3 separate regions of the Sus scrofa genome follow, and regions 1 and 2 are each linked to region 3. The links are chromatin contacts, called in public Hi-C and HiChIP or PLAC-seq maps. All regions are on one chromosome and are shown on one strand. Each heading gives the region's core, a stretch centred on a gene start, on an enhancer-like site or on the middle of the called end of the contact. The rest is flanking DNA. Distances are from core to core; before and after follow the strand shown.

Region 1 (4,016 bases), core at 159-2,658, 560 kb after region 3:
CAAAACTCTCAATTATTCAGACGCACAAGAGCTGAAGAAAGTAAGCCTAAATACTAGTAGAGACATCTTGGATACAAGTAGAAACAATATCCAACAGAGGTGGAAGTAAACTACCGGATTATGTCAAACAGGAAATAACAGGAATGATGATGGAATCACGCAATCAACTCCCAGAGAGAACAAGGATGAGACCAGAGTGGTGAGAACAGTGGTGGCACGTGAGGTGCGAGGACAACTAATTAGACTGAAAACCCTGGGGGAAAAGTGGAAAGCCAAGTGAAAAGTGATTCAGCGGCAAAGAAAACTGAGATGCAATGCACCAATGGAAGAGTAACATTTTGAATAGTATTCTAAGAGTGCTTTAGTTTACAAAGCTCTTGCAAACCTACACTAAAGAACAACTGTGACACGGCCAGACTACAGGAACTGGGAACGTGGAGGAAAACTGAGTCCTAAGTGTCTGACACCAAAACCTTCCCGAATGAAGAGGAGAAGTGGAACTGCACTAGCCTCTGGGTAGCCGGGAAAGGCGAGAGAGCGCAGAAGTAAGGCTCTGAAATATCTAGTCCCAGGTCTAGCGACAGGCATGAAAACGGAAAAGTGGTCGGTCGGCGACAGCGTGGCGCGGGAGCTCCAGCGGACAGGCAAGGGAGGGACAACGGTGGGAGAGAAAACCACACCCTCCAGGGCAGAAACCCGACCGGGGGGAGGGGAAGGCGCCCCCTGGGGCTGGGTGGGGCCGGGACGACAAGCGTTGGGGTAGGCAGGAAGGAGCCCCGGACAACCCGCGGGAGAGAGGAAGGACTGCACCAGGCCTGGGCAAACTGAGGACGCGTGAAACCAGCGAGGGAAGCTCGGCCCGCTTTCACGGGTGGGCGCTGGGGCACTATGAAGAAGGTTGGAGAAAAGAAGAACAGAAGCCAGGACTACCGGGCGCAAGCTGCAGAGCTCAGGGACCTGGACCGGGGAAGGTGAGAGAAGGTGCCAATTACCGCTGCTGCTCTCGCTGGACTCGGGACCCGCTGCTGCTGCTGCCGCTGCCGCTGCCGCTTGCCGCTGCCGCTGCCGCCGCCGCCGCCGCCGCTCGTTACCTGCCAATGTGCCTCTTACAAAGCGGCGGCGGCGGCAGAGGCTGCTCGGCCCGTCACGTGACCTCTACGTCATGGGCGAAGGAGGAGCCACTACAAGTCGCTCGCCCGCGGCTCGTCATCAACCCGCCCACAGAGCGCGTCGCTCTCACTAACCAACCCCCCGTCATGCCCTCCAGACTGGGCCAGCATGGTTGAGGCAGGGGGAGGCACGCAGATGGAGCCAACAAGGGCGAGTTTACGCAGTTTCTCGTACTCGGAGTTGTTAGGGACGTGCTAGCTCCCGCCTCCAGGAAGCCCACAAGTGCAGCTCGTTGTCGCGCTGTGATGACCTCACAAGGCACCACAGGTCGCTGCCTTGCGGCCGCCTTCCTCTCATCACGTGAAGTGGTCCAACCACTCAAGAAGACCCTAGCCTGCCAAGCGTTGCGCCAGGGCACTACGATTCTCAACTTGCTGCACAGCAAAGCCATCTACCACCACATCCTTTCCCTCGTGGCTTCATGGATGGTGCGGCTGTGACTTCGGACCGAGGGAAGGCCGAGACGGAAAGCGGACAGGGCAGGCATCTGAGACTAATGCTAGTGAGCGGCCCCTGCTAGGCAGCTGAGCATGATTCCTGCTGGGAGATGTAGTCGCCGTGGGAGGTGGGGTTCGGCTACCACCTTCCCGAGCCGGCGCTCTGCCCCGCCCCCCTGCGCGGGAAAACACCAACGGCTCGCGGAGATATCCGTTGCACCCAGCTGGCTTCCCAGGGAACCTCCACCGGAGTGGGAAGGCCCCGAGGCTTACGTCCTACGAAACGTGGGCTCAAATTATGCAGTCCCAAGCCCCTTATGCGTGAAAAGACTAACATTTCTAGAAAGCCTACTCGTCAGCCGTTTATACAACCAGTTTTATTAAGTCGTAAAGTCAACCCTTTGAGGCTGGGATTGTCCCGGTTTTAAGCAAAGAGAAAGGATCAGGGAGGTTCAGTTGTTAACTGGCTGAGGAGACCCAAACCAGATTATCTGTCTCCTAATAATGAATAACCTGCCTCTCAAAATGACCTCACCTGTTAAGCATAAAGAAGGAGCTAATGGTTTATAATTGTAGCAGAGTATTTTAGAGTATGTTCTCAATTACTGGACGGTTGACCCTCAAAGGCAGTATCTAAGGACTTTGGAATCCAGCAGGCCTTACCTCGATTTGAGCTTTCCTTTGTGATAACACCGCTTCACCAGGTTGTGAAATAAGATTATGTAAAATACCAGATTGGCACAGAATAAACCCTCAATAAATATTAGCGATTATTTTCACACCCTGCATGTATCCTTGGGCACCATAGGTCCAAGATGAAAAGGGAATTAGCACATACTGATCTTTGTATGGGGCACTCTACGAGTTACTAACTTGCCAGGTACTAATAGACTTGTAGGTTAAAGTACTTGATGCAAAACACTTGAATCCTTAATAGCCTGCTCAGTTCAAGGGAAAACTTTGTTTTTCATCTGAATTGATCAAGAATGCTCAGGCTGTGCCTTTAACAAATAGAACTTATTATCATGACCATTCATGTGTAGATGTATCTTATCTCTCTTTTTACAGTGAGCTAGCGTTGTATATAGTCAGTTTAGTCTTCCTTCTTTTTGTATTTCTGCTGTATAGAAATGTGTGGGAGAGGAGTTCCCATCTTGGCACAGCAGAAACGAATCTGACTGGGAACCACGACGTTTCGGGTTCAATCTCCGGCCTCATTCAGTGGCCTAAAAATCCGGCATTGCCATGAGCTGTGGTGTAGGTCGAGGATGCGGTTCGGATCTGGTGTTGCTGTGGCTACAGGTCCAATTAGACCCCTAGCCTGAGAACCTCCATATGCCGTGGGTGCAGCCCTAAAAAGAAAGACCAAAAAAAGAAAAAAAGAAATGTGTGGGAGAGTCAAAGATAAAAACCATCCTTTGAGAGGCACAGACATAATGGAAAGAGCACAAGAAAACACTTCCAAAGGATCTATACGAACCTGCTAACAGCTGTTTTTGAGAAGTGGGAAAGAGGGTTTGTGATTGAGGGCGCAGTGAAAAGAAACTATAGTCTATAAGTTAACTATCTGCATGGAGGAGTTCCCATCGTGGCACAGGGTAAACAATCCAACTAGGAACCATAAGGTTGCAGGCTCTATCCCTGGCCTCGCTTAGTGGGTTAAGGATCTGGTGTTGCCATGAGCTGTGGTGTAGGTCGCAGATGGGGCTCAGATCTGGCATTGCTGTGGCTGTGGCGTAGGCTGGCAGCTGTAGCTCTGATTGGACGCCTAGCCTGGAAACCTCCATATGCTGCAGGTGCTGCCCTAAAAAGAAAAAAAAAATAATAAAAATTCTACGTGGAGAAAGTACTGGTGTTTAAGACTATGTGTTGGTTTATACAAGCTATGTTACCTCTCCAGGCCTCAGTTTCCTCTTATATTTTAAAACGTCTGTCTTTCTATGCCAAGCATATTGCCCTGGGCGGTTTCACCAAATTATCATTTATCAAGGAACATGTCCTACCTAAGACCTGGAATGGGGGGAAGGGCATAAGAGTCCTAAAACCTTACTCACTATAGTTATTACCACCTGGATGCAATAGAACTATCCTTTCCAAATCTCTCCTAAGGGATATCACTACCACCCTTTTCTACCCAGCCTGACTGACATTAACTCCAAAACAAATTTCACATCCTGTAACTGCAAAGAACATCACCATCCTTTTCACCAGTTTTTGTTTGCTTAACTGCTCTTGGTTGGACTGAAGTGAAAGCATTAATGAGATGGAAAATTCTCAGAAGCCTGGGACTTTTTGTTTGTCTGTTTTGTGTTTGTTTGTTTTGCTTTTTAGGGCCAATCCTGCAGCATATGGAAGTTCCCAGGCTAGGCATTGAATCGGAGCTGTAGCTGCCAGCCTGCACCACAGCCA
Region 2 (3,875 bases), core at 940-3,439, 550 kb before region 3:
TAAGAAACGCAGCCCTTCCCCGCCCACCCGAACCGCGTGGATCCACAGGTGTGCCGCAGGAGCCGTTGTCCCAGACCCCGGCCCGCCGGGTCGCGACGGCCCCTCAGGCCCGACCGCAGCTCCCGCGCCCCTGGGCCTCGATGCGAGCGGGAGCTTGGGCTCGCCCAGCCCTTCCGACCTCCGCGCCCCATTGTTCCCGATCTCACTCACCTCGGAGGATGCCGGTGCAGGCCCGGCTGGGGCGCTCGTGGCAAGCTCCCGGCGGCCCAGAAAGCTGGGTCGGTGACGGCAGGACCCACGAAGGCGAACCCGGCGACTTCTCCGCCGGCCCTCAAGAGCCGGAGCGGGCGGGGGCGCTTCACCCTCCTCGCGAGACAGCGGAGACCCCGGCGGCTGCTGCGACCCCTGTGACGTAAAGCGATCATCACCAATGGCAGCTTGGGGGCGGTGGCAGAAGGCAAAACCCACTTGGCAGGCCCAGCGCGTCAAAACACAGCACCCGCCAACGTAACGCATGCGCGGTGGAAGACGCCAGCAGCGAGGGCGGGGCCTAGCGCGCGCAGCCCGGACCCGGCCCTTCCCCCACCGTCCACCGCCCTCCGCCCCAGGAATGGGAGCGGCGAGAGCACCCCCCAGACAGAAATCGCTACCACAGCTTCACTCCTGTTACTATCAATCTCTCGGGGGGTGGCGGCAGGGGGGTTAATGTTCGCTTCTACCTTACCCGGAAGACACGGTAACTAGTTCGATCTCCTTTCAAACCTCACCAAACTCTGAGAAGTTACTGAAACTCTCTGCTGTACAGATAAAGGAACGGAGTTACACGGAGCTGAAGTGACTTTCGGTTGCAGTTACCAACCAACACCGGGATTCGAATGGAATCCCAAGTCCGAGGTTTACAGTCTTCAGAGACAGAGATCTATTCCAGTCTGGGGATAAACAGGGATTTTACCTATGACCACAGAGCCTTGAAATCGTCCCCAGATGACGTTTTCCTCCTTCCGCACTCCCCGAAAGCTGGATGAAAACTCTGTGCAGTTCATAACTGAGATACTTAGAGACAAGACATCTAGAGCCTAAAGCGGCCCGTTGCCTCATTCTACCGTTAGGCCTCAAATGTGCGCGTCCCAAACATTCTAGAGCTGAACTTACTACAACGGCCCGAGTACAGAACTCCGTCCTTTGGCTTAATATTTATCTGATCTTGCTACCGTTCTGAGCACAAATGTTCAACCAACACTTGTTGATTGGCAGGTACATTAGGCTAGGTAGTCCGTGCCAGGTGATTTCTTTTTATAAGTATCACTGGCATCAACAAGCCATCGCGTTCTCAAAGACTTTTTAAAGAAGCTCAATTAACAAGGACTCCCATAACGATGCGTTAGTTAACATAAAAGCGGGCGGCATTCTAGCTTACTTCAAAGATAAATATACACGAACGACTACCTATGTTGTGGGAACAAGTCCCGGAGGAAACATTAATTCTTCCACCGCTGGACGCCGGTGTAATATTTAAAACGTGGATTTTTTTTTCAAGTAAACTTTTAAATGCACACGACAGTACCTTATCCTGCATTAATACTGCACAGCAAGTGAAGGAAGATCGGCTGACGAGTCAAGCCTATCCCTCTCAGCGGCAAAAACAAAAAACCCACTTTTGAAGTAAATAATTCCTCGTTTCTCTCACCTCCTCCCTCAAAGGCGGGCTAGGCCGCCGTCACGTGACCCGCCCCCAGCTCCGGGCGGAAGAGGCCGGCCGCTCGATGGGAAACGCGCGCGGAGGCGACGGGGCGGGCGCTCGCGCCCGGCTGCAAGATGGCCGCCGCCGCCGCCGCCGCCCGGCAGCCACCGCCCCGGAGGATACTACAAGGCCTGTAGCTTCCGCCCGTGCCCGTGGACCGCCGCCGCCTCCTTACCATGAAGCCAGTGAGTCGCCGCACCCTAGACCGGATTTATTCAGCGGTAGGCCCCGGGCCTGGCGGGGCCCCAAGGGCTCGACTCCTCCGGCCCGCGGGTGGAAGGCCCCGTATTTCTTCAGCGCCCAAAAACTCCAAAATCCATTCCTGAATTAAGCTTTTCACTCCCTCACCTCGACTCCGCCTCTTCCTGGAGGACACGCTCTTCCGCTTCTTACGTCAGGGCGGCTTGGTGTACTCGCCTCCGGAACCCCATTTATTCGTTTGTTATTAAAATTTGCACCTTGGCAACGTGCAGGGCTGTCTGATGGGGGCGGGGAGGAAATGCCACTCACGTGTTTTTGCTTTTACTCCTTTTCTTGCATTTTTCAGTTGCTCCTCGCGGTCGTACTACTCTCATGGGGATATGTCATCTATGCATCAACTGTAGCTGCGCGGCGACAGCTAAAGAAGGAACACCCAGACAAAATGTTCGGGACGAATGAACATTTGTAACGCCTCTGAATTTAATTCTATGTATATACAGTTCTTTACCTCATGCTTATCGGACTCGTCTTGATTCACAATAAAATCCTTAATACAAGTTTCCACTTTCATTTTGGTGTAGTCTTTTGTAATAACCGTTAATGTATTAATTTATCAAATATTTAGGGGTTTGTCTTTTATCATCTCATATAACAAAGAACCTGGATCTGACAGCCTTTCAAGCTAGTTTCTAAAACACTTTTGAAATGCCTCAAAAAGCCTTCTTTAAAACAATCTGTAGTTCCCATTGTGGCTCAGCGGTAACAAACCAGGCTAGTAGCCATAAGGATGCCGGTTCAATCCCTGGCCTCACTCCTTGGGTTAAGGATCTGGAGTTGCATGTGCTGTGTGGTGTAGGTGGTGGACGCAATTCAGATCTGGCATGGCCATGGCTGTAGCAATTAGACCCCTAGTCTGGGAATTTACATGTGTGTGTGGGGGGGGGCGGCCCTAAAAGGCAAAAAGAAAAAATTGAAAGTGTGTAAAATTTCTTATATTTATTGCATGATTTCATTATGTTGCATACCTTCACATAAGACTAGATTACATACTGTAAGAAAAAAACTATCATGTGACTAAATTTCCTACATCCTCTTTCCAAATCAAGAATGGCCAAAAAAGTGACTTGCTCAAATCATTTAACATGCCCAGTTTTTATTTATTAAATAATTCAAAGAGTCTCAAATTGTATAATGTTTGGGAAGAAAAAGACACATATCTGAGAGTAAACTTTATTAAAGTTACTTTTCCAGAAAATATATTCAGTAAGTGTGGTAATATAGCTCATATGCCTTTGAAATTTTAAAGTTATCTTCAGTGATGTTGATCAGGAAATTCTTTCATTAGTGGGATTACTTCTCCAGTTTCCAGGATTGTATCACCCTAGAAAAACAAAGATGCATTAGTGAAAAATCTTGTCTTCAGAGGTGATAGTTCCACCATGTGGATAGACCTTGTGGAAAATCTAGTTCAGCTCTGTCATTCACACTTTAAAAGGGACAAAAGCAAAATAGATGCTGTCTGAAGATAAGCAACCAGTATTCAAAGTCTTAAGGTGTAAGTGAAAGAAGAGGGGAAGTTTCACTCAAGCAAAATGACCAGAAAGAACAAGAAAGTTGACTTTACAAAGTGATAAAGAGATAATCTTTATTTTGCTTAGCCCCAAGAAATAGGAGAATCCCTTGAAAGAAGTTGCAGGGAAACATCTTCACTTCAATAATAAGGAGGTAATGTGTTCCCAGAAACTGAATGTGTTAGGCCATCACCAGTTTACTGTTTGGCTCAGGTGTTGCAGAATGCACACTTTCCCTGGGCAGCTTACAATCACCCCAACAAGAGACACCTCGGTAATGCAGGTGGGTTGTTAAGTGGATTTTAAAAAGAGGTGCCAAAAGAAGAATCATTTATTTTTTTTATTTTTTTTTATTTTTTATT
Region 3 (4,244 bases), core at 106-2,605:
TCAGCCCCTTGGGAGGGCCTTAGGTTTGGGGAACAAATAAGGGCAAGAAGCAGGGTAGGAGGGCCATAGGGCTGATCTTCCCTGAGGAGGGATTCACACAGGGGAGGAACAGAACACAACAGTGACAATTTACTCAATGAAAACTCTTGTTTATACTATGTCATCTAATCTTCCAAAATACTCCCCTGAAACAGGTACCACTTATTGTTCCCTTTTAGCAAATGAGAAACCAGAGCTTTCCGGGCAAGTCATTTGCCCAAAAGCTCAGGAAAAAAAGTTAGCACACACTCAGGAGATAGCAGTTCTCTGGGAAGACAGGAGACGTGATCTGGGAGGTCGGCTCCCTTCCCTACTGGAGGCCTCACCATCGCTAGAGCTCGTTTCTCTGCGCTGCACTGTAGTGCCTACCACAGCTAGCAGGGCGAAGGCTGCTCCAAGTCGACTCAAACTCTCAAAACTTCTTGAGGTTTGGGCCAGAGCAAGGAAGTCTCCAAGGCCTTCTCCGGTTCTGGGGCCAAGAAGGGCCTAGGCTTTCCTAAACCGTCCCCGCCCCAGCCTCTAACACCAGTCCGAAGGGATTCACCTCCCAACCTCCCACCCCCATCCAGCCGGGAACCTCTGTTTGGGATTAGGGACTCTGATCCACAATAAAGAGACCGGCTGTCATAGAAAAGGTCAGGGGAGAACGTCCGGGGGATCCTGTCTGGGAAATTCGGGGAAGTCCCCGAATCCTTACCGAGCAGCGGGGACTCCTCAGGGCATGCGGGCGGCAACCGTGCTGCGGTGGAGGGCACTGGGGCCGAAGTCAAGTTGCTGGCGGGTCCCGGGCCCGGGCGAGAGTCTGCGTCTGGGCTGGAGTCGCCACCCGAGCTCGGCTTGGAGGAGGCGCGCAAAGGCGGCTGCGGTGCGGCCCCTCGGGGCCGGAGCTCCCCGGAGGGCTGCCCGATGGCGGCGGCGCTGTTAGAGCCGCCCTGCAGCGGTGTGGGGACCCCGACCAGCTGAGGCAGGCGGCTTAGGTCGCGGCCAGTCAGGTAGTAGATGAGGGTGACGCCAAGATGCAGCGCGCAGACAGCCACGAGCAGGCGGCAGGCCCGTTGCAAGGACGCGCCCGGCATCGTCGCGGCGCTGCCGCCCAGGAGCGGCTCCCGAAACCTCATCTTCCCGCCGCCGCTTTAAGAGGGGGTGGGCTACGGTGGGGAGGGCGGCCCGCCCGCGGGCCGCCAGCCAGGCACTGCCCGACCACTGTAATTGGGGGAGGGACCAGTGGGAAGGCGAGGGAGCGGCGCCGGCGGACAAGCCGCGGAACTCGGAGACTGGCCGGCTCCACAGCCGAGCAAGCAGAAGTGCGCCTGGGGCGCGGGCGCGGACAGGGGCGGGGCCGGGGCCTCCAGCGGGGCGGGAGCGGGGCAGCTGGTAGGAGCAGGGTTTTCGGAACGGGGGCTGGAGGGCGGGGCCTTCGGGGGCGGGGCCTCTGGAGCTGCTGGTGTCGGAGCACTTTCGGGAATACTTTGCAATCCGCAGGCATGGGGCTGGGGCTTCAGGCTCCCACCTGCCCTCCTCCCCAGCCTGCTCAGTGGGCCTTTGGCCCTACTAAACCGAGCTTCCTCCTCTTCCTCTTCCTCCGAGCTGTCCCCGAGAGGTGCCGCCACTTCCTGCAGTGCCGAAGGGCTAGGGTATGCGCCTGGGCCTGCTGCGCGGCAGCAGAGAAGAGGGCGGAGAAAAGAGCAGGCTGGTTGTGATCTCGAGGGGTTGGGAGTCCTAGCGGTGGGCCTTTCCGGACGGTGGGCCTCTGTAGGCCTGCGGGGTCCGGAAGAGAAGCAGAAAAAGGTTGCCCAGGAAACGGCTTCGACGGCCGGCCGGAGGTAGGACAACCGAAGAGGGATTCTCTGAAACATTCGGAACACCCTCCCTTGGCCGAGCGAGGCTCCTCTATCTAGGTGAGGGCCCAGCAAAGAGGCACGGAAAAGAAAACGCTCACTCTCCTAAAGCCAGGGTTAGGGGATCTCAAAGACCCGCCCAGCTCGGTTTAGGGGTGTGTGGGTGCCTCTTCTAGCGCATCCCACACCATGCTTTGAGTGGGAGAGTGGCAAAGCGCCTCAGTAACTCCCACACCGCCATGCTGGAGGAGAGCAGCCAGCTTTATTTACAGTCTACACGGGCCTGGACACAATCCCATGGAGTGGGACTTGTCCCCATTTTACAGAGAATGTTTGAAGCTCAGGAAAATTAAGAAGCTTGCCTAAGATCCCACAGCTGGTGAGAGGCAGAAGCAGAATTCTGGCTCTAAAACCTTTGCTTACCACTTGTTAATATGCAAGTAAGGGCTGGAAACTGTGCAGGTGAGTTTTAGGCGCTGAAGTTGCTTAGTTCTAATTTGACCCAGAGGCCACTGGTCCTGCCCACTGATTGCCTGAAAGAGCAGAGACACCTCATTCCTGAGAAGGACTGGTGGAGGTGCTGTCATTTACATGAATGGGGAAGCTGAGGGCTGAGGCAGCCAACTCTGAAGAGGAGGAAATAATAACAATGCTTCCATAGACTGAGTTTCCTATATGCCAGGAAGTCTAGTTGCAACACTGTGAATTAGGCATTTGTTAACTGTTGCCATTTCACAGAGGAGAAAACTGAGGCTTGGGTATCACAGGGTTGTGATCACACAGAATCATCTTTCTTCCCTTGGCTTCCTGGACACCCAGCTTTCCTGATCTTCACTGGCCACTCCTTTGCCTCTTTTGTGGGCTTCTCTTCCCCACTTTTCGAAGGCCCCAGGCCATGGTCCATGATGCTTTTTTCAGTCTACGTACTCCCCAGGCGTGACTTATAATAGCTGTATGCTGATGAAGGCAATTTTTTTTTTTTTTTTTTGTCTTTTTGCCTAGAAAAAGGGCCGCTCCTGTGGCATATGGAGGTTCCCATGCTAGGGGTCAAATCAGAGCTGTAGCCGCTGGCCTACGCCAGAGCCACAGCAACGCAGGATCCGAGCCACGTCTGCAACCTACACCACAGCTCACGGCAATGCCAGATCTTTAACCCCTGAGCAAGGCCAGGGATCAAACCTGCAACCTCATGGTTCCTAGTCGGATTCATTAACCACTAAGCCATGACGGGAACTCCTGAAAGCAAAATTTCTATCTCCAGACCTGACCACCCAACTCATTCAACTGCCTCTCTTACCAGTACCTCAAATTCAACACATCCCCCTGCAACAACCTACTCCCTACAATCTACTCCTGTTCTCACCTACCTCCAAGAATGGCACTGTTGTTCATTTATTTTCCCAATCCCCAAACCTGACAGGTGCCCCCAATGTGCTTCTTATTCTTTTATTTATTTACTTATTTTTATTGGGCCACACCAGCAGTATATGGAAGTTCCCCAGGCTAGGGGGTCTAATCAAGAGCTGCAGCTGCCAGCCTATGCCACAGCCACAGCAGCGGGGATCTGAACCATGTCTGCTCTGTGACCTACAGCACGGCTCCTAGCAACACTGGCTCCTTAACCTACTGAGCGAGGCCAGGTATCGAACTTGAATCCTCATGGATACTACTCAGGTTCTTAACCTGCTGAGCCACAATGGGAACTCACTTTTCTTATTCTTAAATGACATTTCCAATCCTTCAGCAAGTCTTGTCAGTGCTACCTTCAAATCATCAGAATTAACCACTTGCTAACTCTGCTGTAGCTATCCTGGACCAAGGCACCAATATCTTAACCTGGGTTATATGGTAGCCTCCTAAATGGTTACCCTGCTTCTACCTCTTTCATGCCCCTTCCCCAGTCTATTCTCCAAGCAGCATCTAGGAAGATATCTGTAAACATAAACAAGTTCGTGCCATTTTATTTAGAACAACTTCCAAATGTATAGAAGCCCTGTCTAACCTGGTTTCTATCTCTCCTCCACCCTCTTCTCCTATCAGCCTCTAATGTTCTACCTGCTTTAGTCACACAAACCGAATTGCTGCTATTCATTGCATTTGCCCTGTTTTTTCCTGCCTCAGGACCTTCATACTTCCTGCTCACTTAGCCTGAAATATTTAGCCTCATGTTTCATTCAGATCTCTCAAATGTCACCTTATAAGAGAGATCTTTTCAGACTACCTTATGTAAAAATAGTCCCCCAGCCAAATCTGCTTAACCTGCTTGATTTTTTTACAGAGTAGGTATCACTACCCAAAATTATGCATTTATTTATTGTTGTCTGTCTCTCTCATAAGATCAGCTACATGGGTGTAGGAACTTTCTCA

The links. A called contact is a pair of places that touch in the nucleus more often than the background predicts. HiChIP or PLAC-seq counts read pairs in DNA pulled down with a chosen protein or histone mark.
Region 1: an H3K27ac HiChIP or PLAC-seq map of alveolar macrophages shows a contact between it and region 3. The contact joins the promoter of UBAP2 here to the promoter of B4GALT1 in region 3. A contact is called at or near these places in 1 of 5 promoter capture datasets (fetal liver) and 1 of 2 datasets of contacts at active chromatin or transcription factors (alveolar macrophages).
Region 2: a contact with region 3 is called in a Hi-C map of heart right ventricle, with 4 times the contacts expected there. The contact joins the promoter of TOPORS here to the promoter of B4GALT1 in region 3. A contact is called at or near these places in 1 of 47 Hi-C or Micro-C datasets (heart right ventricle) and 1 of 2 datasets of contacts at active chromatin or transcription factors (alveolar macrophages).

What each region holds. Positions count from the first base shown.
Region 1 is chr10:32,753,099-32,757,114 of Sscrofa11.1, reverse strand. It overlaps UBAP2 (ubiquitin-associated protein 2), which reads right to left and starts at 1,408. Exons shown (of 28, transcript XM_021064693.1): 1 at 993-1,408.
Region 2 is chr10:33,864,281-33,868,155 of Sscrofa11.1, reverse strand. It overlaps TOPORS (E3 ubiquitin-protein ligase Topors), which reads right to left and starts at 2,189. Exons shown (of 3, transcript XM_013980194.2): 1 at 1,917-2,189; 2 at 211-405. The coding sequence starts at 1,919. It overlaps NDUFB6 (NADH:ubiquinone oxidoreductase subunit B6), which reads right to left. Exons shown (of 4, transcript NM_001044554.2): 4 at 3,164-3,323. The coding sequence ends at 3,255.
Region 3 is chr10:33,314,406-33,318,649 of Sscrofa11.1, reverse strand. B4GALT1 (beta-1,4-galactosyltransferase 1) reads right to left here and starts at 1,355. Exons shown (of 6, transcript XM_003130680.4): 1 at 737-1,355. The coding sequence starts at 1,157.